Linked DNA regions of Mus musculus: all the other regions are linked to region 7. The links are chromatin contacts, called in public promoter capture Hi-C maps. All regions are on one chromosome and are shown on one strand. The core of a region is the stretch at or near the end of the contact, and the rest is flanking DNA. Distances in the headings are between cores, read along the strand shown. Region 1 overlaps Pappa2 (pappalysin 2). Region 2 overlaps Pappa2 (pappalysin 2). Region 3 holds the start of Suco (SUN domain containing ossification factor). Region 4 overlaps Astn1 (astrotactin 1). Region 5 holds the start of Brinp2 (bone morphogenic protein/retinoic acid inducible neural-specific 2). Region 6 holds the start of Pigc (phosphatidylinositol glycan anchor biosynthesis, class C). Region 7 holds the start of Mrps14 (mitochondrial ribosomal protein S14).

Region 1 (3,250 bases), core at 694-3,193, 1.2 Mb before region 7:
GTTAACACAGAATAAAATCTGTGTTTACCGTGGCAGCATCCTTTCTTAGCATCCTATCTAACATGCCTTCACCTCTCTCCTCTCATCAATAACTGTACTACCAGAATGTGTTTTCCTGCCCATGGAGTGGAATAGACTCCCCTAAACTAGTCTGTGACTCCCACAACTGCTGAGTCCCAAATCTCCACCTGGTGGGTTTCTTGGCACCACTAGGACATCTGACATTATTCTTCCCGTTTGCACCCCACCCCCAATTCTGCACCTGCCAGTCCTGACTCCGGTTACCTCTCACTGATATAGAGCTGTTCGCTCCCAAGAGGAAGATTATAATTGTAGGCATTGTGTTTTTGTGTAACGTGTAAAGTTTACCCTTGTGTTATTTGAATACTGATTTCTCTGTCCTCATATCTTATTTCAATCTAGACACAGAGTTATGGGCACTGTAATGCTTATGTCAAGAATCCCCTTTCTCAAGTTTGTGTAAACAATGCTTACCATTTATTCTCTTCCTTGCCAATAAAAGCTGATCACCCAATGGCTGGGCAGAAGAGAGAATAGGGCGGGACTTCCACCAGGCAGGGAAAGGGGGTGGGGGTGGAGGGAGGGGGGTGGGTGAAGGGGAAGATTGAGCCTTCGGGAAGAAGAGGAAGGAGTTTATAGAGTTTGGCTGGAGAGTGGAAGACCCTATGTGCCATTATTATGGGGATTAAGATAGAGTGCCCAGGTATTGAAGTGAAGCTTTAAAATAAATCTTGGTCTGTGTCATTGTTGGGGAACTAGTTAGGATAAAGAAATGCAGCGCCATATTAAATTACAGTATAGATTTAAATTAAAATTAACATGTATAAATGTTAAAATTTATAAATGTTAAAATTAACATTTATAAAAAGCCTGTCACCAGACTGTGAGCATCTTGTAGGCACCGCTCTTACTTATTCTTAACTCTCTAGAACGGGTAATAATATCTGGTACTTTGCCTAATAGATGCTCAATAAATGTTGAACAAATGAATGGATGAATGAATGAATGAGCATGTATAATACCAAACTACTTTCATAATCTGCTTCAGATGTACAGAAAGTTCTTGAATAAAAGAGGAAAGTGTACAGTTGTTGGCTAAGGGTGGAGTGTCCAATCAGTGTTAAAGCTCGTTGATTTCACCTAGAATCAGTTGCCTGGACTTCCCAACTAGACATGAGTCACAACTACTGACCTTGCTCTCCCAACTGGTTGTCATGGCAATGCTTCAACTTCCAAATGCTCTGAAGCTTTGCAAGCAGTTGCTATATTGTATGTCTGAGAAGAACCACTTTACCCCATCACTCACTTCTGAGTCATAGAGAAAACGGTTCCTGTTTGCCCTGAATTTTACTTCCTAACTGTTTTCTTTCCTCCTTCTTCTTCTTCTTTTTTTAAGTAAGATTGTTTTAAAGCAGGTAGTAAACACGGGAAGTGAAGAATGTTGTTGTTTTGAGGGACACATATTTGGCAAAGAAATATGCTCTCTGGAAGGTACAGGGTGAGGGTGTATGTGAGGTGAACAGAAACAGATTTGACAAGGCCCCGGAGTAACCTAGCTCCAGGGCCTCAAGGGCAGAATCATGAGATTTATGTACTTATTTGTGACATCAGGAACTCAAGCTCCTGAACATGCAGGGTGTATGGGCTCGGGATCCAAGTGAAGGTGTTGCTGCACCCTCCTTCTCCTCTCCGTCCTCCTCCTCCTTCCCCCTTCCTCCTCCTCCTCCTTCCCCCTTTGCCCTTCCTCCTCCTCCTCCTTCCCCCCTCCTCCTCGTCCTCCTTCCCCCTTCCTCCTCCTCTTCCTCCTCTCCCTAAATGTGGATCGAATAAGGTATTTATTTGGTCTCTGCAAGGCCTGAACTAAAACAGGAAAGAGATGGAGCCAGACCTCCTGGCATGCACATCCTGAATGAATCAGATGGCCAGCCCCAGAGGAACAAGGAAAGGTGCATGAGGGAGAAGGCAGGGGTGAGAAAGAATGAAGTGTTGCTGGTTACAGGCAAATAGTTGCATTTGCCAGAGCTGATTCCTACTTTTCACAGCTCTGACTCTGTTACTCCTAGCAACCTGTGCTCCATGCTAGGACCGACATCCAAAGTTCTCTGGAGTTTTCATCTCATCCTTGAGGCCTGGGAGAGATCATGCCTCACAGAGGACTGAGGCTACTCCAATGCCACCTGAATCCAGAAGGCTCGATTGCCGTGATGCCTGTCTGAGACCAAACAGAGCCTACGAGAGCTCTTTCCCTCAACAAGGTTAGGCAATAGCACGCATCAGGTACTAAGGCAGAAGTGCAGTGAATGGGATGATCACCCTACCGTAGTTCTCAGAGGAAATCCATCTGCCTCCAACCCACACTAGGCTACTAGATGATTTCAGAGTCTCAGGTAGAAAGCTGTGAGTCAGATGCTGAGCCTTGACCAGACCAGGTTCAAGTGCCCAGCTAGCACAAAACCCTGAAAACATCATTGTACTCTAAGGGAGCCACATGAACTACATCTTCCTGCTTTCTCTCTTTTGTGATGCTTCAGAATCTAATGTCCCGCTAAAGTGGCTTAGCGTTCCCCAGAAACCTGTTGCTTAGAGCTTATCTGGTAGAGCACTATAGATAAGCATGGATTTTTGTGGATCATGTGGAATGAAGAAACAAGGCCAGAAGAATGGTAGAGGAAGCATGGCCTTCAGGATGAACACTCGACACCGAAGCTCTGCAAACAATTACCGAGGAGCAAAGCCCAGCATGACACTTGCTTTGATAAAGTTTTATTGGAACACAGCCTACCAATGTGGTCGTGCATCAACTGTGGCAATGTGCACATACTAACAGCAGAGTTTAGGAGTTGCATCATGAGCTCTATATGGCCTACAAAGCCTGAACTACTTAGCATCTGTTCTTTTGCAGAAAAAAAAAAATCTGTCACACACTGTCCTATGCTTATAAATCTGGAGTCCTGTAAGTGTGCGATGGTGCACATGCAGCGGCAGCCATGGCAGCAGCAGCAGCAGCAGCAGCAGCAGCAGCAGCAGCAGCAGCAGCAGCAGCAGCAGCATCTAAGCTGAGCAGCTTGTTACACATGCCGTCCCACGTGTCTCCAGAAAAACGGAATACAAATCCTCATTTGGGTAACAGAGTGGTATAAGAGCAGATGCCCAGAGTAGGGTTAAATAGGAAAGATTTTATTCAATGAAAGAAACTCTGAGCAAAAATATGGAAAGAGTTAGGAAAGGG
Region 2 (3,667 bases), core at 955-3,454, 1.5 Mb before region 7:
CTGTTCTCGTCTGTGAAGTGAGAATATGTGATTTTTCAGACTCTCCACCCCCTGAAAATTAACTAATACTTTGTTTACCAACTGCCCTGTACATATTAATTTAGTTCTGATTTTCAGCTAAGCTGAATGCCTCACTGAGGTCCAATAACGGACCCATATGCCACCTCCTCTTGGCATCCAGGGATGATGCTTATCGCATCTGAAATGTAAATGATTCTTCTTGAGCATTGTTTCACAGCTCACAAGGCATTTGGCATCACTCCACATTCTACCTTGGTAAATGTCATCTCTTCTTCTGGATTCCCATGTTTACATTTCTTTCATAACCTATTTATATAACAAATAGTTTTCAAATGACTGCAGGAAATGACCAACCAATAAGGGAAATGTGGGTCTGGGTTAGGCCAATGGTTTAGGTTTGAAATAATGAAATCATTGAAACAAAGAATAAGACACCAAACACACTTCATATTTTATGTGCTGATTTTTTAATGAACGTTTTATAATCTTATAAAATAACTGGATGTAGCTGTTTTACATTACAATACAGTAGATCAGCCCCTTTCACTGTGTTTGCCATCAAACTGTCCCCTTGGGTGCTAACTGACACACTCAATGGTGATCACACAGAATAGATGATGTGTCAAAGACTAAGGCCTTAAATGTTGGAAAGGAAAGAAAAGAACCAAGAAGACTCTACTCGCTGCCTTATTTGCCCAGATCTGCTCTTTGCCCCTGCTGATCTCTTTTCTGTATCTGTGATTGAAGGCTGCCATGCTACTATTGAAGCCAGCCACCTTTGGGCCATGTTGATCTCAAAACTGTGGTTACCAGGAACTAGAAATAGACAGGTAACTTTGTAATAAAGAAACAGGCAGAGGAGCCTCTGTGGAGGGCCCTGGATGACATTATGGATGTCTAAGGAGAACTGAATACAACCACCTGGGGGCAAACATGACTTGTTCCTAGGATCTCTGATCATTTTCTTTATTAGGGACTTAAGTTTCTTCAAATACTGGAGCCAAGGGACAAAGTCTAGATAAGACTCCCGTCTCTGTCTCTGGCTGATGATGGCTAAATGGCCTTCAGCCTGGGGAGCTTTACACACACCCCAGAAACTGTCCTCTTGCCTTCCCAGGGCAGGGTGAATGTTGCCAAAAAGAACAAAGTATCTTAAAGTGAAGCATGGGGTCTCTGTTAGTCTTAGTGGACTTAATGAGGAGACTGAGCATGGACAGATACTGGTGGGTAGTCTGTGCCCATGAGTGCTCTTGGGAATGGCAGTCTCTGTGCACTAAGTTGTGCCCAAGGTAACTATTGCTCTGTCTCTGTCAGGATTTTCCTAAGGCAAAAGTTGACACACATCCAGGAATTTGAATGTTCTCTAAGGAAACAGTGTGTGTGTGTGTGTGTGTGTGTGTGTGTGTGTGTGTTTAGTAGAGAATTTAAATTTTTCTATTGGTCTTTTCATACTCACCTTAATGAGATACAGAAATAGGAATTGAAATATGTAGTAGAGAACCTAAACTTTTCTATTTTTCTTTCCATATTAAACTTATGAGATTCAGAATATGAATGGTATTTCCTGACAAAGGGTAATAAGTGTGACCTAGATAGTAAACAGTATTTAAGCACTGTTTACCTTATTGCTAGGAGTAGAAGACTAACACTGCCTTTCCCCTTCTCAATGGCTTTGTTGTCCATGATCCACATATTCATAGGTAACTGTATGTATATTGCCATATCCAGTCACTGCAGAATATTGCTCTTCATATAGAGCAGGGATAATTGTGCTTATGATGATAAAAAAAAGTTTCCTTTCTCATTCTATAGATTAGTTGCTTCAGTCTTGATGACAAAAGAGTAGAAGGAAGAGGAGGAGAGGTTTTGGAGATACCAAAAGTGACTCCAAGTTTTGCTTGGTCTTAGTTTCCACTGGAGGAAAAAACTAGGGTCTCTGTAAGAGAACAAGACCGTCATTAAAGGAAAGAAACTATGTCCTGACTCTCTTTCTAGGTGTGATCTAGAAACTGCTATAAGAAAACATACCAAGGACAGAGCCTATAGAAAAGTATGAGAATAGTCTGGATAAACAGAGAAGTGTTAATGTGACTGTTTTGTGCATAGTCCATACAGCTATTGAACAAGAAATGGTAAAGAGAGCATGGACCCTAAATAGTTGAAATTCTTCTTTCTCCCCACAGAGTGTCACCCTCGCTCCACATGTTGCTTACTGGGCCACAAACTTCAGATTTTGCACTTGAATAAGATTTATCTCTTTGCTCGAAGGATCCCTGGCCTCTTTTGGAGACTTGGATCAGGGGCTTGTTCACTCATTCTATCCTTTTATCCTCAGACCTCATTTAATCTTGACCTCTCACCTCTCTGACCTTTCACCTCTCTGACAGCCTTTCGCTCTTCTAACTCCCCGTTCTTTCATCTCTTATCTCCTCCCCCACATTTCCAAATCTCCAAAGCATTTTCTTTTCTCAGAAAAATCAACAGTTAGTGATGTGGCTGTGAACAATTGGCCAGACCTTGAGACTTGCAACAAGGAGAGACAGCAACTGGCCAAGTATGAAGAGGGTGTAAGTTCCTGTAAGCCTGATGTTCACAGAATGAGCCCTCATACAAACTTTTTGGCTGGCTGGTTGGCTGGCTGGCTGGCTGGCTGGCTGGCTGGCTGGTTGGTTGGCTGGCTGGCAGCTATACTTGGACTAAGTACATGGAGAAGTGGAAAAGACCCTGGTCTTTACCAGCTCCAACTGAGAGTTCTGAGAAGCGTAGAAGAGTTTGTATGCTCCTTTTGGTAGATACTTAGAAACCATTGTCTATTTCTCCTGGACCTACTGCCAAATAGGTTCCCATGTAACTTTCCATGCCTCTTGCTCTTAGCATGCCAAGTCTATCTCCTTTCAGTAGGCCCAGCTCCCAGGTCATAAAATGATGATCAGCTGACAGGCTAGCATCCAGAATTCCATCGACTCTCTTCTCCCCATCCGACCTGCCAATCCCTATCTATGGGAAGAAGGCAAAGGAACCTTTCTTTCTGTCTTCGAAGCTTCAGTATCCCTCTGGACATGAACTTCACAGCAGCATTTGTGGAACAATGGATAATCTGTAGCTTAGTAAACAGCAAAAAATATAATATATAATATATTTATATAATTATGTTTAAATACTTATAAAGAAATAGCTAACCTCCTTATTTGAGAGAGACCACACAAAAGGAAGGCAAAGGGCCAGTCTGGAATAGATGAGCCCTGAAAGATGACAGTCCATCTGAAATGGGTATTGACGGAGTCCCTGGCAGCTTATCTTCTAATATTTTGATATGGGTTTACATGTTGGGTGGGGCTGAGCCACTGACAGCGTGCAGAGTGGGGAGGAGATTGAGAGAAGGATAGAGCAGAGTACAGATGGGGGGAGGGGTCTGTCAATTTCTCCTTCCATTTCTAACCAAGTGTCTTTTTACAGAAACAATTGCCTCTAATCCCTCCCTACTTGGACTACTTAATGCATTAATTGGCACCTACAAACATTTCTTGCATTTCTTAAAGGCTCTCTTTTAGGCTCTCCTTCCACCATGGAACCTATCTTGTTCATTCACCCTTTGCATCCTGCTACGGGAGCTTCTCTTTTAGTCTGCCCCCAGGGCAGAGGAGAT
Region 3 (3,511 bases), core at 412-2,911, 1.7 Mb after region 7:
AGTATAAGATCAAACTAAACTGCAGTAATAGTAATAGAGTAAGTCCTGGGTAGACCCTAGAACTGATTATTATATGAACATAGAATACTCAATCTACAAAAGAGAAGTGGGTAACAAAATCTGGAGATAATTTCTGAATGAGGGGAGAAAAGGCTAGTAAGAGAAGCTCACCAACTCTAAGAAATTGCTACCTAATCCTACACTGGTTTCAGGTACCAGTTTCTCTTAAGGAGTATTTAAAGGATTCAGAATGACAAGAAATACAGTCTTTCCAGTCAGATTTTCTCAGACAAGTGTTTTCTTGAGCCCATATTAATATATTATTCTATGTGAGCAACAACTCTACAACTTGAGCACCTCTGGATTCCATTACACCCATAAAAAAAAGGGAATTATTACTGGCGCTTTGAAGACATAAGGTAAATAAGAAAGTGTGTTTAGATTTTAGTATAAGAAGCAAAATCTCTTTAACACAAAGGCCATCACTTTCAGTCACCAAGTCTCAAGGCTCTTTGGGAATTCCTTCAGAAAGAATGGCTTTTCCAAGTACACCTTTAGCAATCCTTTGGTTCATAAGCTATGTCTGCTCCTGGACATCCAGAGATGTGCTTGAAATTAACTTGAACTCCATAGAACTTCAGAGAAAGGGACAGAGCGGGTCGCAAAAACCGTTTCCTTTCTAGTGCCAAAGAACATGCCCCAAAACTATGGCTGACTCCACATCTGTGATAATCCTCTCCCACCAGGCTAACCGAAAAAGGGCTTCATCAGGGATCCCGCCCGCCCCACGCCGCAGGGTTTCAAGGAGCAGCCCCAAAAGTACTATTGGTCAAGATTGTGCAAGACCTGACCAGAAGAACAACAGTTTAGACATTACTCTTACCCTCATGACGACTCACGTTTTCAAAATCACAGGTCCGGAACACATCACACCTGACTCGCCCCTGCCCTTACCTCATAACGAAAGCAAATGAACTGACAGCAAAACTGAGTAACTCACTCACTAGCTTTCTGAACACTACCCAAACTGCCCTAACTGCGGTGATGGGGTACCCGAGTACAAAGGCAAAAAGTGATCCCCAATATCCCCTTCTCTCCCTGCTGGAACTCTGCAAATTCCAAAACACAACTCGTAAACCACAAGAGGAAGAGCTGGGTGGCCGCTGTGTCCCTGGCTTAGGAGCAGGAGCACCAAGCAACCCAAAAAGCCGAGATGATTTGGGGGTGTGACCCGACCTACTCCCTCTTTCATCCCCACGGGAAGTCCCCAGAGGCCGGCCCCTTACTCACCAGACTAGAGAGCAGAGAGAGAGGCAGGAGACCAGGGCCAAGGCCCGCCGGTACTTCTTCATCTTCTCCTCCTTCTTCCCCCTGCCAGGAGGCGGCACATCCTCCCCACAGCAGCCACTGTCGAGGCCAAGATGGAGGAGCCGGAGCAGAAACGCGAGGATGGGACCGAGAGTCCGAAGAGCAGTGGGGCTTGGGGAGCGGTTCCGCAGCGGCTCGCGTCCCGGATGGCCTCCCCGAGAGGCCCACGGCAACGGGAATAGGGACGCTTCACAGGAGCGCTCGGGAGACTGCCGCCGCCGCCGCTCTGTCTGCCCGCTCGCCCGCGCCCGCCTCCTCCGGCCTTCGCCGCCACTGCCTCCCCATCCCCGCCCCGCCCGCCCGGGCCCTCGCTCCGTGCTGCCGGCGACCAACGGCCGCCGCGTACTCGCCTCTCAGCAGCCAATCCCCGGCCGGGCCAGCGCACCTCGCACTCCACTGAGCTGGGTGGAAGGAGACGCGTCACCCACGTCCCTCTCGGCTCGCGCTCCACAAGTCACAGCGCGGGCCACGCCCCCTCCGCTGACAAAGCTCCAAAACGCCACAACCGCCGCCCAACCTGCGCAGGTCCCACCCACTCGCTGGCGCTCGAACAGGAAGTCCTGTAACCCTCGGTCTTCCGCCTTTCAATGGCCTGCCCACTCTCGCTGGCACGCGCCGCCTCCGCGCACGGGTATCTGGGGCTTGTAGTCCTCCTGCCCGAACCCGCCTTTTTTTTTTTTCCTCCGTAGAACTCGCGGGTTTGGTTCTCGAGTTTTACACTTTCACTTCTCACCTTCAGACTGACTAGCTTTGTCATTTGTCATTGTTAAGTCTATAATTCTTCCTTGGAGCACAGTCATGGAACGGCCTGGAATGACTGGAGAGGGTCAGGAGAAAGCATGCTAATGCAATTTAAAAGTCGGTTTACCGGCAGTGGGTCGGGCTTACTGAGGTAGATGATGATTGGAAGGTAGAAAGAGGCGTGTCAACGTTTCCTCTCACATGATTGGCTGGGAAGGACTGAGCTTTTCTTTCACCTAAGTGAGAATTCCTACCTGCCCGCCAGATTCCTAAGATAGAGCTTTAGTGTTCTTTTTTGTTCTTTTAATTTCGGGCTGTGGGTTTGCTGCTGCAAGGCAGAAAAGACACTACGGACTCTCGGCGTCTGGAAGCAGAGAAAGCGAACTCCTACACATACTTGCTGTGAACAAGAAAAAAAAAAAGAAGTGGTGTTCACAGATGGAGACCCCAAAATCTGTAAAAAGCTGAGGCCCAGAATCCTACTTAGGGAGCGTTGGTGTGCAATCTCAGAATGCTTTGTGGCTACTGCCAGACATCTCTTCAAGTAGCTTACTGATCCTGAAAGACAGCAGTTGGAAGAGACTAGACTTTTGGCCTCTTAGTATAGCAGTTCCTTCCTCTAAGTCTCCCGTGTGCCTATTTAACATATCAAAGCAGAACTGGCTGCCACGTTCTCCCAGCATTCTTCAGTCTCTACCAGTTAGTTGCAGGATTCTTCTCATCAGCCCCTACTCCAAACTTCTCCAGCCCAGGGGCTGGGCAGCCATTCCCTCATGCACCCTTCCCTATATAATCCAGCCATTTTGGTTACCTGGCCCTTTTGGTCTGCCCTTTACCCTCCTGGCCTCTTGATCTCCTGGTCTCCTGGCTCTCCTTGCCTCCTCCACTTTCCTCACATGGCCCCTGCTCAGGTTCGTATTCACTCTGGACTCGTCCAGATGCCCCTGTCTCTGGCTATGTCTCCCTTGTATAAACCTCCTCTACCATGCCCAGGAGCAGTCATTCCCTTCCTATTTTATTTTATTTTATTTTCAGTTCCTCTCATCTATCTGCACCGCCATACCCATTAACCTCCTCCACTTCTCCCACCCTTAACTCCTGAGATCTGTGAACACTATTCTGTTCTCATCTTTGAAATTATCTTAATTTTCATGTATAAGAGAGACTACACGGCATTTGTATTTCTACCTCTGATTTTACACAACATTCTCCAATTTCATCTGTGTTACAACTAATGACAAGATTTCGTTCTTTTTATAGTTTAATGTGTAAATAAATATACTGTATTTTCTTTATCAATGGATCCCTAGGTTGCTTCCATATTTTGGCGACTGTGCAATTCCTCCTTGACATTTACCCAGGTGTTATGTTTTATATAAAAGAAAAAGCCGGGGATATGTTA
Region 4 (3,221 bases), core at 663-3,162, 1.5 Mb before region 7:
AGCAGGTCGTGGTGACTGTTAACTATGGGGATAAACTAGAGTTGAGAAGGAACCCATCAGGAGGTAGGCAGAGTTGAAGAGAAGGAAGAGGCCCCACTTGGGCTTGCCCATAAACTATGGAGGGATAATTGTGTAGATGTTCAGTAGGAAAAGGGACAGGTAGAGCTCTGTGAAAAACATAAAAATAAAAATAGAGATAACAAGAGTTCAATTAATCTCAGAAAAATAGTAGATGGGGTCATTGCTGGAGCAAGGATGCTCTGGAAGAACACACATTGTGAAGAGTGGAGGCCTGGGGTGGACATGAGGGGATGTCTGTATTGAAGGGACGCATGAGGAGCTGCAGATATGGCTGAGAATGAGCCTGTCCAAATTCTTAATCACTCATGAGGAGGTTAAACAGAACTGGCCAAGAGGAGAGACCAGGACCCAATGTAGGAATTCAGGTTATCCTATAGTAAGGTGCCTTCCACAGGGGTTAAGGCACAAAGTGTTATATCTGTGCAATAACGTCAGTAGGACAAGGTGGTGGGACATGACCCCATGCTTTCATAAGGCCTGGAAGGCCCAAAATGAGAATCAAGCCCTGTAGGAGTTAGAGGGCTAATTGTACAGAAGAGTGGACTGTACGAAGGAATCCGCAGGTGGAGGCTGCCCTCTGACCTGTCTGCAGGCAGAGGTAGATGCTGAAGAGATAGAATTGAAGGAAAAAGAGGGAAACATTACTAACAGACCATCACTGCAAGCCAATTTATTTCCTTTTTTAGGTGCCTAGAAATATTCTAGTCATTGATTTCTTGCTCTTTGTAGTTGTAACTTGGATATCTGAATCAAAATAAAAATAAGTTCCTAATTATATATATATATATATATATATATATATATATATATATATATATATATATTCATTTAGTAGAAAAGGAACCACTAAGAGAATCAAATACTGTTAGATTCAGCAGATATGAAAGTTAGTGTAAAAAGGTAACATGGGAACTGTCAAACAGAGGGACACAAGATCCAGCCCTGATGTCCCAAGGCTGATTTCATTTCTAGACATATATTAACCAAATACAATAACTGAAAGGTGAGCGAGAGATTGTCCATGAGAGGTATACAATTAAAATATAAAACATCCCAGAACTATAAGTATAAACTATTAAAACTGCACTTTTCTTCTCCGCTCTGATCACTTCTTTCAGTAATAGACCTTAATTTTCTTTTTTGCACTTTAATTGGTAGTTAGAAATAGAAATGTACTCTACTTTTTCATAAGTCCATGTAAATCATACACACTTCTGTTTCTCAGTAGGGGCTGGCCTTAGTTCCTATTTTCACAGAATCTGAGTTCTCAGAAAGCTTAGCTACTAACTTAAGCGTCCTAATGGTTTTTTTCCCCTTCAAAATAGCATTCTGCATATGACTCTAATTAATGAATTTGTCAATATCCGCACTGTTTTGGATCTATTCCACCCTAATGTCATATGAAAACTATGCACTCTTTCATAGTAGCTGCTAGCAGATGACCGTGTGGTTTTAATTATTTTCCTACTAGTTGAACTGCTTCTTATTCCCCAAACACCATCCCTTGATTTCATGTTAAAGTTGTATCATGTGTGTAACCACTATGAACATACCTGCTGAGTGGAAGCTGGACATTGCAGGGCCCTTGGTGTGATTCAGCTCTGATGTCTTGTCCTTTGGATTTTAAGGGGCACCTGTGAGCTGGGTAGAAGGTGAGGGTTGCAGACACTTTTAATGTAGAAAAAGGAAGGACAGAGATGTGGGTTAATGCTAGGGATATTGTGAACAACCAAGGCTACAGTGAGCAGAAACTGGGAAAACCCCCATAGTCTAGTGGTCTGGAGAGAAACGAAGAATTGGAAGCAAGAAGGAAACATGAACCACATATGAGAAGTCAGGACAAGGAAGCAAATTGAAAACACTTGGGCTGTCAGGAGATCCACCCCAGTGAACATCAGTACTGGGTACTCAGTCTCTATAATGTGCAGAGAGGTATAAAGTAGCAAGGCAAAGCAATGTACAAGGCAAAGGCAAACTTGAAAACAGTGAGAGACTAAGAACTGTAAAGAAAAAAACAAATAGGGACTGAAATAGGAGCGAGGGTTCATAGGCCTCCAAAGAGATAGAAACTGACATCATCAGGTCCTGAGCAGCAGACACAGGGTATCACCCCCCAGAAGAGTGTGGCATGTGACCACATAGCCAACTCTCTCAGTGTTACTTTTGAGCTGAGCCTGTTCTGACGTTCCATCAGCAGATGATCTGGAGAGGGAGACATAGCAGAACAAGAGGCGGGGCAAAGAGGGCTTGCCAGGTCCTGATGGTTATGGAATTTAAACCAACTGTGCTTTTATTAATGCAATATTCTCTTGGATGCCACATTCAATGGGCTTTGAGGTAGACATTGTACACAATATTTGCTTAGTCTTCCTCAAGAGAAAAATCCAGAAATTATATTTCAAACTATATAAAAAAGACCTATCAATAAAGCCCAATCCCCAAACACATGTACCAGGTAGACCTTCACTGATCTTTACACCATCACTTATTTATTCATTTACAAGATCTAAACATAAACTTCCTAGGTCTCTGGAGACCTTAGTATCTAGTGAGAGAGACATGTCCTCAGAGAGACTAGAGTTATTATTTGGAAGAAGAGTTTGAAATGTCAAAGTTGAGGTGGTGACATAGGTCCCAGCTGAGTTCCCAGTTCATGTCTCTTCTTTTCTCCACTCAGGCTGAGACTTTCCACAGTACACGAGCCCAGCAGTAACCTCGTGGTCCTGGAGTGGGAACATTCAGAGCCGCCAATTGGGGTGCAGATTGTAGACTACCTGATCCGGCAAGAGAAAGTCACTGACCGGATGGACCACTCCAAAGTAGAGACGGGTGAGCATATTCCAAAAGTAGGAAAAGAAAAGAATGCCCTTCCGTGTGGCACTGTTTCAAGTCCCCAGTGTTGCAGGGCATCCCGGAGAAGCATGGAATAGTAGCAACTGTTGTCTCTTTCAGGCAGCGGCCATCTTGTCCACTTAAGAGTTTTTGCAGGGTGAGCATCTGACAAAGTCTTGTTTTGCTTTTTGCTTTTCTTTTATTTATAAAAGAGGTGTCTATTTCATTGCCTCTAGGCACACTTACAAGCAACAACAACATAGTACACTAGTTATCCTAGCCCACAATTAAGAAACAATTCTCTGCTA
Region 5 (3,633 bases), core at 288-2,787, 1.8 Mb before region 7:
CTTCATACAGCTGTGAACACACACACACACACACACACACACACACACACACACACACACACACACACACACACACACACAGCTGTGTATGAACAGGGAAAACACTCTGATAGATAGTCTCAACAGACCCTTCCCTTCAGCACAGCAATATTCTCCCTGTAGTGTCTCCAGTGTACTACCAGGATTGACTCAGTCGATTGGGGTTTCTGTTATACCACCCAAAGGAGACTATGGGATTCACTCCTAGGAATTATTTTTGTCCCTCATTACATGTTCATAGAAGAAATAGACTGGCCTCTAAAGCATGCCACAGGGCTTTAATGACCATGTGAATACAGCTATATTGCACAAAAGAATACCAGGTCTTTAGGGTCCTCCCCAAACACAGTGAACCTCGTGCAGTTCTGTCCGGCATCAGCTAGGCAAGCAAAAGTCCTTGTCATCCTCTGCAATTATGGAGCCCGAATGAATTTTCGAAAGCTAATGGGAGTTGCACTAACTTTAAGGACTTAAACCAGGCAAAAAAAGAAAAAAAAAAAAAAAAACCAATATAGGTCAGGCAGAGTGCCCAAGCTCTGTGACAGCCATGCGACACCAGGAGGCGATTCCAGAGTCAGCTCAAACCCAAAGTCCACTGCTAAGCTCCACCTGACAGAAACTACGGGGTGGAATGGGAGTTATTCCTTTTGCTTGCAATTGCCAGGCACCAGACAAGAAGGTTGAATGAGGACTCATGAAAATCACAACGAAAGGTGATACAGAAAACCCAGGGGTACAGACCCCTGCACGATTACCTTGAATCCTTGTAAGAGTCCTTCTTGCTGTATCAGCTGCTCCCCAAACCACCAAGGACTGCGAGGAGACTCCCAAAAGACGCCTGATTTTTGTGCAACATCTCCAGTGGCAGCCTTCCAAAGTTTTTACTTCATGATTTCTTGTGGCTCTTTCTCCTTTGGGGAAATATGAAATGCCACCCCCTCAGCTTGTGAGAGGGAACGGATGTCTCTTTTCAAATTCTCCTGCTCTGGGCTTTGCTGTCGCCGCCGCCGCCGCGGCGGCAGCTTTTAGACCACTTGCCTGCTGCCTTGCCGTGGAGCAGCGAGCATCCCAGGCACCCACAGCATCTGTGAAGTGGGATCAGCACTAGGCTGGGTCGCACGCGGCGTGGGAGAGGTGAGGAAAGTGGGAAGCCAACTGAGAAGTCCCCTGTCCCTCGACCGAGGTGAAACCCAAGATCTTGCCTTCTTTTTTTTCCAACTCTAAAGAGACTCACCCGCCCTGTCATCCGAAATCTGTGCCTTGTACATGGACAGAAATCGTTCCTCAGGCGTCTGGGCTCCTTCGGCTGCCTGAGGACCTGCTGGTGTCCTCGGAGCGCGCGGCAGGTGCATTTCCAAGTCCTCCGGAACCCGTCGAGCTCAGCGGAGGCGCTGCGGGTTGAGCCGCGAGCCGCGCGGCAGGCAGGCGGATTCCATCCTGGAGCTGCAGCCCGGCGCGTCCCCACTCCGGCTTCCCGGTCCGTACCTAACCAGTGTCACCTGCAGACTCAGACACCGGATGAGTGTCTTAAGATAACAATGCTGCCCTGCCTGCCTCTCTCGTTCTTTCTTATGCACGTAGGTTGGCAGCCAATAGGACCCTGCGCCATACTCACCACAGGCTCCCATTGGCTGTGAAGCCTGGCAGGAGGCGGGTTCTGAGGCCTACCGGCAATCTCCTTTGGCTAGCTGGCAGGCTGGGGTACCAGCTCTGTTAACCCTCCCAGCTTTTTGCAGCAGCGACTTTTTCCCCCTCCCCGCAGTAAGGATAAGGAAGAATTGGATAAATTCGCGGCTGCGTGTGGCGTTGGGAGTGAGATTGGAGCGTGTCAGAGGCTGAGGAACAAGAAGTAGACTGGGAACTAATTACATTTGCTTTGGTCTTCTGAGTTACAATATTCATTCGTCCCAGCCCATTTTGTTTGCTTGCTTAACCAGAACTCCCAGAGATGGGGACCCATTTGAGCCATTTTCCTTCTAATTTGAGGTTTCATTTAGTTGTTCTGTGCTTTTTAAACCTCCTGAATTACTTAATTAGAAGTGAGCCCCCAAGTGAGAAATAGCTCTCTCTCTCTCTCTCTCTCTCTCTCTCTCTCTCTCTCTCTCTCTCTCACACACACACACACACACACACACACACACACCCCGGGGCCGGGGGCGGGGGGGGGGGAGGGAGGGGGTAAAGAGGGAGGCAAAAGACCACAGGAGCTCTGTGGTAAGATGACCAGGCAGAGAATCGCTGAACAGCTAAATTGAGACACCTCACGCCCCACACCAGACCTGTAGGGACAACAGCAAAGAGGAGAACTTGGGGATTCTGGGGAGACCTCTGAAATGGCCTGCGTCCAAAAAGAAAGAGAATTGTTTTGCCTGTGATGGTTTCCTTCTGTGTGTCTCCTTTCACTCCAGTGGCTGTCAGGAAGAGGGACTCGCATTTTTTAAAGGAAGACTAGAGAAAGGAGAACAGGACAAGCCTTGTTTCTGAGAAGCAGGTGCTGTCTGCTGAGCCTGTGAAAGGGAAGTCCGGGCAGTGGGTAAGGGAGGGAGAAAAGGAGGGAAAGAAGGAAAGAAGGAGGAATAAAGATATTAACTTTAATTGAATGGATGTGAACGATATGTTTTTGATGTTCTAATAAATGTGTGAGGCTGAAATGCATCCTACTAACTGGCGAACTACACTAAATTTTGGAAAGAGCCGTTGTTGAAGAAAGATAAGTTGAAAGTGGCAAGGGATGTGGGGGAATTCCCAGTGAGTCACATGATGAAGGCCTATATAGAGGAGAATAGGCAGAGAGGGAGACAAGTGTCTCCATTTAGTTTCCTTGAGTTGAGAGCAACATCGGAGATTGTTTTGGAAAGAAGTAGACAAAACAGAGGGCAGAGGTTAGATGTACACAGAGGAAGGATATATCTGGGGTTAGGTATAAAGTGCCCCTTTAGCCAGATGCTCTGAAAGAGTGAGGAAGTCTAGAAACTGCTTCTTATCTACAAACCCCCACCCATTTCCATCATATCTGATCTCTACTTGTTTTCTACTCTGCATCTCACCCAAGTTATTCCTTCTACACTCTGCAGGAGTCTGGCTATAAAACATGCCAGAGAATGGCGGTCCTGTGGAGTCCCCAGATCTTCAACTAAGATAAAATATCTAAATAAACTACTGAGAGTTTAACTGCTCCTGACTGTGGAGCCAGTTGTTCCTGAGATTCCTAGAGACAGAGGCCCACTGAACCTAACCCACGTAAGAACGCTTTGGAGGTCTTCCTGTGAAATAACTTGAGGGAGTGAGGGAATGGATGAATGGTAGGACAGGTGTAACTTCTGTCAATGGAAAGAAGGAAAGTGCCAGGATTTCTCAAGAAGGGACAGCCAATCAAAATCTTGATGAAAATCAAGAAACTTGGCTGTGTTTTCTTAAATCACCCATGATATTTTAATGAAGAAAATCACACACTAAAAAAACCTACAAATGTTCATCTGATGAAGGTACTTTGAGGTAACTACTATTCACTTCATTTCCAACATTACAAGAAGCAAACATTGATTCTTTCTTAGTAAATCTAATAACAGCCCAAAGAGGACTACTATGCAAATA
Region 6 (3,644 bases), core at 695-3,194, 1.8 Mb after region 7:
CCATTTCCAGTCTAAGACAAGCCTATGGAACTGCCTCTGCACCGTCCTTGCTCATCCCCGATTCCTTATTTCCCGCCATCATCTCACAACCTACATTTCTCTCAGAGATTTATCACCACACCCAGGGACAACTTAACTGTAAGGGGCGGGGAGGTGTTGAATGAAGAACTTAATTATTTTAAGTAGAAGCTGAAATGCCCCATACATATAAATCCTCAGTTTTCAAAATCAGAAATGTGTTATCTATTGGCTTTGTGAGGGCATGAGCGACCCATGAAACTGGAGGAGGCCCCACGTGAAATACAGCTATTGCTACTCTATAAAGATGGCGTGTTATAGTTCTAGGTTATTGATAATTAGAATTCGAAGACTAGAAATTGAAGCGGGGTGGGGGGAAACTATGGAAGTGTTTTGAGTTACAGTGTCTGTGGTTGAATAGTACACGCAGAAATGAAGGTTATGGCGGCTCTCATTTCTTCTAGCCAGGCCTTTACATAGCATAACCTTTGTCTGAGAAACCCAGGGCGTTTCTTTCTTTTTTCTTTTTCTTTTTCTTTTTTTTGCATTCGACTTGGTTTCTCAACAGGGCACATGCACCTCTCCACCTTAAGAGTACAACCACTGAGCTCTGCCTCGAAGGCTCTGTCCTCAGAAGCTGGGAAGTTACCTTCTGGGGATGCTCAGGATCAATGGTTTGTTTACCAGGCTGGCCTCACTCAGCCAAGGAATCTTGTCAAACTTTGGAACAAAAGCCTACAGAGAGAGAAATGGAAAGAGATCAGGTTGCAGAGTTTATCACACTTCCGAAGACTAAATCTTAAAGGGAGTCACAGGGCCAGAGAGATGCCTTGGTGGCTAACAGCACTCCTTCCTCTTGGAGAAAAGCCAGGTTTAGTTGACAGCACCCACAAGCCAGCTCATGACTGCCTGTAACTATAGCGGCAGGGGACCTAGCACCTTCTTCTGACCTCCACAGACACCTGGAGTCAGGAGCACATATGTAGACATAATTAAAAACAAAATATTAAAAAAAAGTTAAAATACTTGACCAGTGCTGGTATTACAATAAGCAAAGTAAGCTAACAGCAACCACACAGCAATCAATACATTGCAAACTATTTTAACACGAGAGTCCTCCAACCATTCCATAAGGTGGCCAAGAACAAATAAGCGCCTTCTTTCTTTTACAGACAAAGAATTCAAAGCCCAGATAGTGTGAATATGAATAAATGGGTTCATGCTTTCTGCCTCTGTGTCCACACTATTTAACAGTCTCTATATTTTAAATTCTTCGAGCTTCCATCTATTTATAAATCCTGTGACACTTCCAAGACCCCAGTTGAAAATCAGCAATCTCTCGTCCCAAAGGCTCTCCACCCTCATCTCTTTTAGGTGGCAAAGTCTAGGAAAGGATCCAGCTTTGGAGCCATCCACATTTGGATATTTCTGATCTACTTGCAATTACTAACCAGCTGCCTGACTTTGGTCAAAAACAAACTAATGATCGCATCGTCTCTGTGCAAGTCAACGCACAGGATGCTATGTGAGATCTGGGATCTCCCCGACTCCCCCCCCCTTTTTTTTTTTTTTTTTTTTTTTTTTTTTTTTTTTTGGTGAATACCAGAAGCCTGGTTTGGCACCTATAGGAGGAGGGTTTGGATGCATGGAAAGTCCCTTGGCTGAGAGCCTGTCAACACATGTCATGGTAACCTTGCAGTTACCAGTCTTCCACCAGCCCCGCGACTCTTCCTGCCTTCTCCTGCCTTCCACACCCTGTGAAGTAATTCCCACTGAGGGATTTGCTTCCCAGGCTTAGCATTCCACTAGGAGCAGATTGCCAGGAGAGGAGCAATCAGTAGAGGGCAGCAGTGACCTCGCGGTGTGGAGTCTCGGGGCGGGACGCTTTGGCCGCCGAGTGCTGCGGATCCGGAAGTGCTCCTCCACAGTAGTCCCCTTCCAAGCCGGCGTCCCGGATGTAGAAGTAGCTAGGCGGCCGCTCTTCTCGGTCGTGCACCCCCCTAAAGAGCTTGGTGCAGGTGGGTTCCGGCGTCCTTCGCTGTGAGCGCTTCCGGCTGATCCAAGGCTGGGGCGGGGGTCGGCAGCGGCGGGCGGGGCAGGCCGGTTGGGTGAGTGGTAGCCCAAGACCCTTCGCCGCCCGGTGACGGGGACCTTTCAAATCCCGAGGTCCCAGTGCGTGAGGGCCGACTCCAGGGTGTACGGCTTTTAAAGCAAAGGTCTATCCTAGCCTCCACGAAAAATACAGACGGTCCGGCAGGAAGTTCTTTCTCGAATTTGCTGAATGACCTCTGTGTTTACGACTGGGATGATTGTTTTCTTGATCCTGCGCTAGAGTTTTGCTGTTTCAGTTAATTAGGATGATATAGCACTTTAAAGGATAGTAAGTTCAGCTAATGAACAAAAAAGATTTGAGTTCTTGGTTTGGGCTAAAACTATAGAGAGATCATGCCCTTTTGTACGGTGCAGGTTATTGTCATTCGACCGATAACTTATTCAGATACCTTTGGGGACCTAGTAACGGCTATGGATGGATTCTGTCCCTATAAATTTGCGTAAGTTGCAAATATAATCATGCAAAAATAGTATAAACCTTAGAGTGTATGAATGCCCAAGTTAAGACTGGCTTAGAGAAGGACGACCAGAAGCAGAGACTTTGACACTAGACTTTTGTAGGAGGTCTGGCTCCACGCTGTTAGCCTGGGACCTAAATACTCTACTGTTTTGAAACTCAGATGTCTTATTAGGTAAACTCATAACTGGTATTAACTTGTAAGGCTGTGACAGTTAAAGAAGGTGCATAAGACATTTAACATTCTGAGTTAGATGCAGATATCAATTATTAAGACTACACTTTAAAATGTGAAGGCTTAATGCCGCATTATGTCACCAGACACAATTTATCTAGGCTTTCAGTAAGCCAAGTTGTTTTTTATTGTATCTGATGCCAGCTTCCATATATTTACAGTTCTCTCTTCTAGGAATTTAGCTGTGTTGTCCTGACCCTCAGGACAAACTCATCTAATGCAGGCTCAGCTTGTACTGAAGGCTTTGTAAACAAGGAAAGTTCTGTAGGGTATCAGCATGGCATTTCCAGAGAGTTCTTAATCTACAGATTTATCAAGAACCAGAACCCCATGGACGTCCCTGAGGGAGATTGAGCCAACCTGGATTTGAGGAAAGAATGAGATAATGTGTGCTCAACGTGTAACAGACACCCCAGAAGTCAAGTGGCAGAAGGTTTTATATGAGCGGCAGCCGTTCCCTGATAACTATGTTGACCAGAGGTTCCTGGAAGAACTCCGGAAAAACATCTATGCCCGGAAGTACCAGTACTGGGCTGTGGTATTTGAGTCCAGTGTGGTGATACAGCAGCTGTGCAGTGTCTGTGTTTTTGTAGTGATCTGGTGGTACATGGATGAGGGTCTTCTGGCTCCCCAGTGGCTTTTTGGGACCGGACTGGCATCTTCCTTGGTTGGGTATGTTTTATTCGATCTTATCGATGGAGGTGATGGACGGAAGAAGAGTGGGCGGACCCGGTGGGCCGACCTGAAGAGTACTCTGGTCTTTATCACTTTCACTTACGGTTTTTCACCTGTGCTAAAGACCCTGACGGAGTCTGTCAGTAC
Region 7 (3,248 bases), core at 293-2,792:
TTTTTCTGGACCTTTTAGGAATTCAACTCATGGGTCTGTGCAATAGTTTAATTGTATAAAACTCGCTTTTTAAAAGATTTGTTTATTTATTTATTATATGTAAGTACACTGTTGCTGTCTTCAGACACTCCAGAAGAGGGCGTAAGATCTCCTTACGGATGGTTGTGAGCCACTGAGTGATTGTTGGGATTTGAACTCAGGACCTCTGGAAGAGCAGCCGGTGCTCTTAACTGCTGAGCCATCCCTCCAGCCCTAAAACTCATTTCTTTTTTGTTTTGTTTTGTTGTTTTTTTGAGACAGGGTTTCTCTGTATAGCCCTGGCTGTCCTGAAACTCACTTTGTAGACCAGGCTGTCCTCGAACTCAGAAATCCACCTGCCTCTGCCTCCCGAGTGCTGGAATTAAAGGCGAGTGCCACCACGCCCGGCCCTAAAACTCATTTCTTACTCTATAGCCTATAAACATATCTTTCTGACTTTCAAGCCCCTTCCAGAAGTTTGGCTTTCTGAAATTGTAACACATTAGTGAAACTTTTCCTGTTTTTAATTGAAAAGAAATATTTTTATACAGCATATTTCCCCTCCCTCATCTCCTCCAAGATCTTCCCACTTCCCTTCCTATCTAACTCCCGATGAAAACAAACAGGCATCTTAAAACAACAGAAACATAATAAAAGAGTTTGCCGTGTACCCATATCTTGAGATGACTGTAGATGATGCCCAATTATGTTGTGTGTGGCGTGGGGGTGAGTGGGAATGAGTTTTAACCAGGGTTTGATGCTGCTTGCTGGTCTAGGACTTTTTAGATCTTAGTATGATGGCAGGGACTCCTGGTTGTCTTATCCTGCCAAATGGTTTCAGTCAGAGTTTCCCTAGCCCATTAGAAATGTTCACTAACTTGTAACGCTTAAAGAAAAAAACTCTCCTTCTTCCTGGGAGCTTCCTGTGTAAAGAGCCCAATGGGCTGTTCCTCACTGCACCCATCAACACATCTAGGAGACAGGCTAGGAAGATGGCAGGAAAGTGCCCTGTACTAAAGGGAAAACAGCAGGCACATGCACACACACCACTACCGCCGTCCAACCCACAGAGACAAAAACGTAAAACCTATACAACCTTAATACAGATATGATATAATATAATAAAATAAATATAATATATATAATATAATACATATTTAAACCCTTGGCGTGCAAGCAGAAACTCTATCAGGGCCACTACCATCTTCTTTACAGCAGAAATGTGACCAGTGCCAGTTCTGCAGGATGAGTGACAAATGCTGCCAAGCTTCCGCCGGGTGGCGCCAACGCGCAGAACACAGGCGCAGGCTGGGCGGGGCTGGGACAGAGGAACAGCAAGGGCCAGGAGAGATCGCGCAGGCTCACTATTCTCCTACTGCCTAAGTGGGCGGTCCGCATGGATGATTTGCTTATCTATGAAATAACGCGAGAGTTATTTCAAATCCCGCACCTACCCTCTCCCTCTCTATAGGCTAAATCCTGCCCTGGACCCGCCCTTTGGGGCATAAGCCCCGCCTCCACAGAACCTGTTTCCGGTGTTGTACTGCGGCGGTGGTTGGCTGGCTGGGCAGACAACATGGCGGCGTCCGTGCTAGGCTCGCTGCTGCGGACCTTCCGGCAGGTCAGGCCCCTGCCTTTCTCGCCAGCCTACCCCTTCCCTGATTTCCGTGTCCTGTGGGTCCCTCGTAACCCTGTCACCTGTAATGCGCACGGAGGACCGATCCCAAGGCTCCTATCTGCTTTCCCGTCCTGGCTAGGTTAGGAGAGCCCAGAGCAGCAGTCGAGGGCTTGGTATTCAGGTGTGATCCGTCATGTGAAAGCTGCGAGAATGACTCCGGGTTATAAGGAGCCGAGTGTGAGTGGAGAAGAGAGGGGAGAGTCGGATGATTGAGACCTCAGAGGCTCCGATTATGCAAAGAGACTGTAGGGAACTAGCTGTCAGCCAGTGGTGGCTTGGAAGCAGGTGGTGACAATTTCGAATGGGGAGCAGGCCATTCCGCTAAAGCAGAATTAGTTAAAGGAAGGGCCGAGAATTGGCTGTAGAGTTAAGGAGTGGGAGTGTTATGATGCGGATAGAAACTGGAACGAGCAGCAAAGGACGTTGGAGAAGTCTTGGATAGTTTTGTTGGGGAGGGGTGTCAACTAGAGGGAGACCTGGGTGGACCTGGGTTGTTTTTTCTTTACTGTGACATTGCGTCATATCTGTATATTAGAGTGGGGGAACACTGATATAAAGAATAGGGAAGAATCGCTGGAGATCTGCCTTTTTTTTGCAGGCAAGAGGTGATATAGTCTGTGTATGAATTTTGATTTTAGGAATGTGGTTAAGTCATGAATAGCAGTTTCGTCCAGTAGAATTGTAATGCAAACCACAAGGATAATTTAAATATTTTCTAATATTTATATTGAAGTTTAAAAAGGAGGTGCGGTTAATTTTGATAGATATTTTTAGTCAGGTCTATCCTTATCCTAACAAGTCAAAATTAGAATGACTTATGTGACATTTGCATTCTTCTGTTGGAAGCAGGTTTCAAAGTCTGTGTATCTGACACTTAAAATATATATATATCGCAGTTGGGATGCTAACTTTTGCAGTTGGACCAAAACCAAACTTTTAAGCGAGTTAATACCAAGAATTATGTCCCCACTTGTACTGCTTACAGTTCCAGTGCGTATTAGCTGTATCCATGGTTCATGGCCACTGTAATGGACAGAGGTGTCATATAACCAATGAGAGGGGTGTAGAGTGTAGTACAAATACTGCCGAGGGGGCACAGGTATGGTAGTGGGAGTTTGGAAATTCTCTCCAGATTGCTTCTAATTTTATAACTAAGGGTACTGAAGTCATCAGAACCTGAGGGTGTGGGAGAAGGTAACAGTGACTTAAGAAAGAAGAATGAATACACCTGCAAATTGTCCCCAGATTTCCACCTGAGTTGTAGTATGCATGAGGTATGCACATGCACACACAAATAAATGCCATAAGTTACTTCCTAAAACTATTAAGTCTTCCCCCCATGAGATGGCTCAGTGGGTAAAATGCTTGCCACCAAGCCTGTGCAGTTCAATCTAAGGCCCCATGTTGTAGGGGGGTAACTGACTCACAGAAGCGTTGTCCTTGTCCACCCTCCACACATGCCCGTCCATACACAAGCACACATGTGCACTCAGACATGCCAAATAGAATTTAACTGCTCAAAGTCATTTAACGAGTGACTGAAAGTTTGTAG

The links. Promoter capture Hi-C pulls out the DNA fragments that hold promoters and counts their contacts. Capture Hi-C pulls out chosen DNA fragments and counts their contacts.
Region 1: a promoter capture Hi-C map of 3T3-L1-derived adipocytes shows a contact between it and region 7, with 4 times the contacts expected there. The contact joins the enhancer-like site here to the promoter of Mrps14 in region 7. A contact is called at or near these places in 4 of 39 promoter capture datasets (the 3T3-L1 cell line, 3T3-L1-derived adipocytes and hippocampal neurons) and 5 of 484 Hi-C or Micro-C datasets (cerebral cortex, cortical neurons, frontal cortex and 1 more).
Region 2: a promoter capture Hi-C map of hippocampal neurons shows a contact between it and region 7, with 9 times the contacts expected there. The contact joins the enhancer-like site here to the promoter of Mrps14 in region 7. A contact is called at or near these places in 4 of 39 promoter capture datasets (the 3T3-L1 cell line, 3T3-L1-derived adipocytes, hippocampal neurons and 1 more), 11 of 484 Hi-C or Micro-C datasets (cerebral cortex, cortical neurons, embryonic fibroblasts and 4 more) and 1 of 115 datasets of contacts at active chromatin or transcription factors (forebrain).
Region 3: a contact with region 7 is called in a promoter capture Hi-C map of liver, with 6 times the contacts expected there. The contact joins the promoter of Suco here to the promoter of Mrps14 in region 7. A contact is called at or near these places in 1 of 39 promoter capture datasets (pre-B cells), 2 of 484 Hi-C or Micro-C datasets (olfactory sensory neurons and rod photoreceptor), 1 of 115 datasets of contacts at active chromatin or transcription factors (astrocytes) and 2 of 9 other capture datasets (adipose tissue and liver).
Region 4: a contact with region 7 is called in a promoter capture Hi-C map of 3T3-L1-derived adipocytes, with 9 times the contacts expected there. The contact joins the enhancer-like site here to the promoter of Mrps14 in region 7. A contact is called at or near these places in 5 of 39 promoter capture datasets (the 3T3-L1 cell line, 3T3-L1-derived adipocytes, embryonic stem cells and 1 more), 16 of 484 Hi-C or Micro-C datasets (B cells, the N1E-115 cell line, adipose-derived mesenchymal stem cells and 10 more) and 3 of 115 datasets of contacts at active chromatin or transcription factors (astrocytes, embryonic forebrain and forebrain).
Region 5: a promoter capture Hi-C map of embryonic stem cells shows a contact between it and region 7, with 3 times the contacts expected there. The contact joins the promoter of Brinp2 here to the promoter of Mrps14 in region 7. A contact is called at or near these places in 3 of 39 promoter capture datasets (embryonic stem cells, hippocampal neurons and second pharyngeal arch cranial neural crest) and 1 of 115 datasets of contacts at active chromatin or transcription factors (astrocytes).
Region 6: a promoter capture Hi-C map of liver shows a contact between it and region 7, with 2.6 times the contacts expected there. The contact joins the promoter of Pigc here to the promoter of Mrps14 in region 7. A contact is called at or near these places in 3 of 39 promoter capture datasets (the C10 cell line, liver and pre-B cells), 2 of 484 Hi-C or Micro-C datasets (CD4 T cells and CD8 T cells) and 1 of 9 other capture datasets (liver).

The regions. Positions count from the first base shown.
Region 1 is chr1:158,946,953-158,950,202 of GRCm38.p6, forward strand. All of the region lies in intron 2 of Pappa2 (pappalysin 2), which reads right to left. Among named protein-coding and RNA genes, the nearest start is that of Pappa2, 9.6 kb to the right of the region's middle. Within about 2 kb of position 1,944, at least 36 of the 459 cell types and tissues checked have an H3K27ac peak or open chromatin away from gene starts, as enhancers often do.
Region 2 is chr1:158,711,262-158,714,928 of GRCm38.p6, forward strand. It overlaps Pappa2 (pappalysin 2), which reads right to left. Exons shown (of 23, transcript NM_001085376.3): 23 at 472-3,667. Among named protein-coding and RNA genes, the nearest start is that of Gm37679, 160 kb to the left of the region's middle. Within about 2 kb of position 2,205, at least 19 of the 459 cell types and tissues checked have an H3K27ac peak or open chromatin away from gene starts, as enhancers often do.
Region 3 is chr1:161,875,021-161,878,531 of GRCm38.p6, forward strand. It overlaps Suco (SUN domain containing ossification factor), which reads right to left and starts at 1,662. Exons shown (of 24, transcript NM_001357402.1): 1 at 1,291-1,662. The coding sequence starts at 1,352.
Region 4 is chr1:158,664,724-158,667,944 of GRCm38.p6, forward strand. It overlaps Astn1 (astrotactin 1), which reads left to right. Exons shown (of 23, transcript NM_007495.4): 19 at 2,759-2,910. Among named protein-coding and RNA genes, the nearest start is that of Gm37679, 110 kb to the left of the region's middle. Within about 2 kb of position 1,913, at least 4 of the 459 cell types and tissues checked have an H3K27ac peak or open chromatin away from gene starts, as enhancers often do. A contact at or near this core is called in 3T3-L1-derived adipocytes, where this site is marked.
Region 5 is chr1:158,354,723-158,358,355 of GRCm38.p6, forward strand. Brinp2 (bone morphogenic protein/retinoic acid inducible neural-specific 2) reads right to left here and starts at 1,538. Exons shown (of 8, transcript NM_207583.2): 1 at 795-1,538.
Region 6 is chr1:161,967,244-161,970,887 of GRCm38.p6, forward strand. Pigc (phosphatidylinositol glycan anchor biosynthesis, class C) reads left to right here and starts at 1,945. Exons shown (of 2, transcript NM_001039045.1): 1 at 1,945-2,036; 2 at 2,997-3,644. The coding sequence starts at 3,208. It overlaps 4930558K02Rik (RIKEN cDNA 4930558K02 gene), which reads right to left. Exons shown (of 7, transcript NM_001204904.1): 2 at 668-753.
Region 7 is chr1:160,193,673-160,196,920 of GRCm38.p6, forward strand. It overlaps Mrps14 (mitochondrial ribosomal protein S14), which reads left to right and starts at 1,543. Exons shown (of 3, transcript NM_025474.4): 1 at 1,543-1,639. The coding sequence starts at 1,595.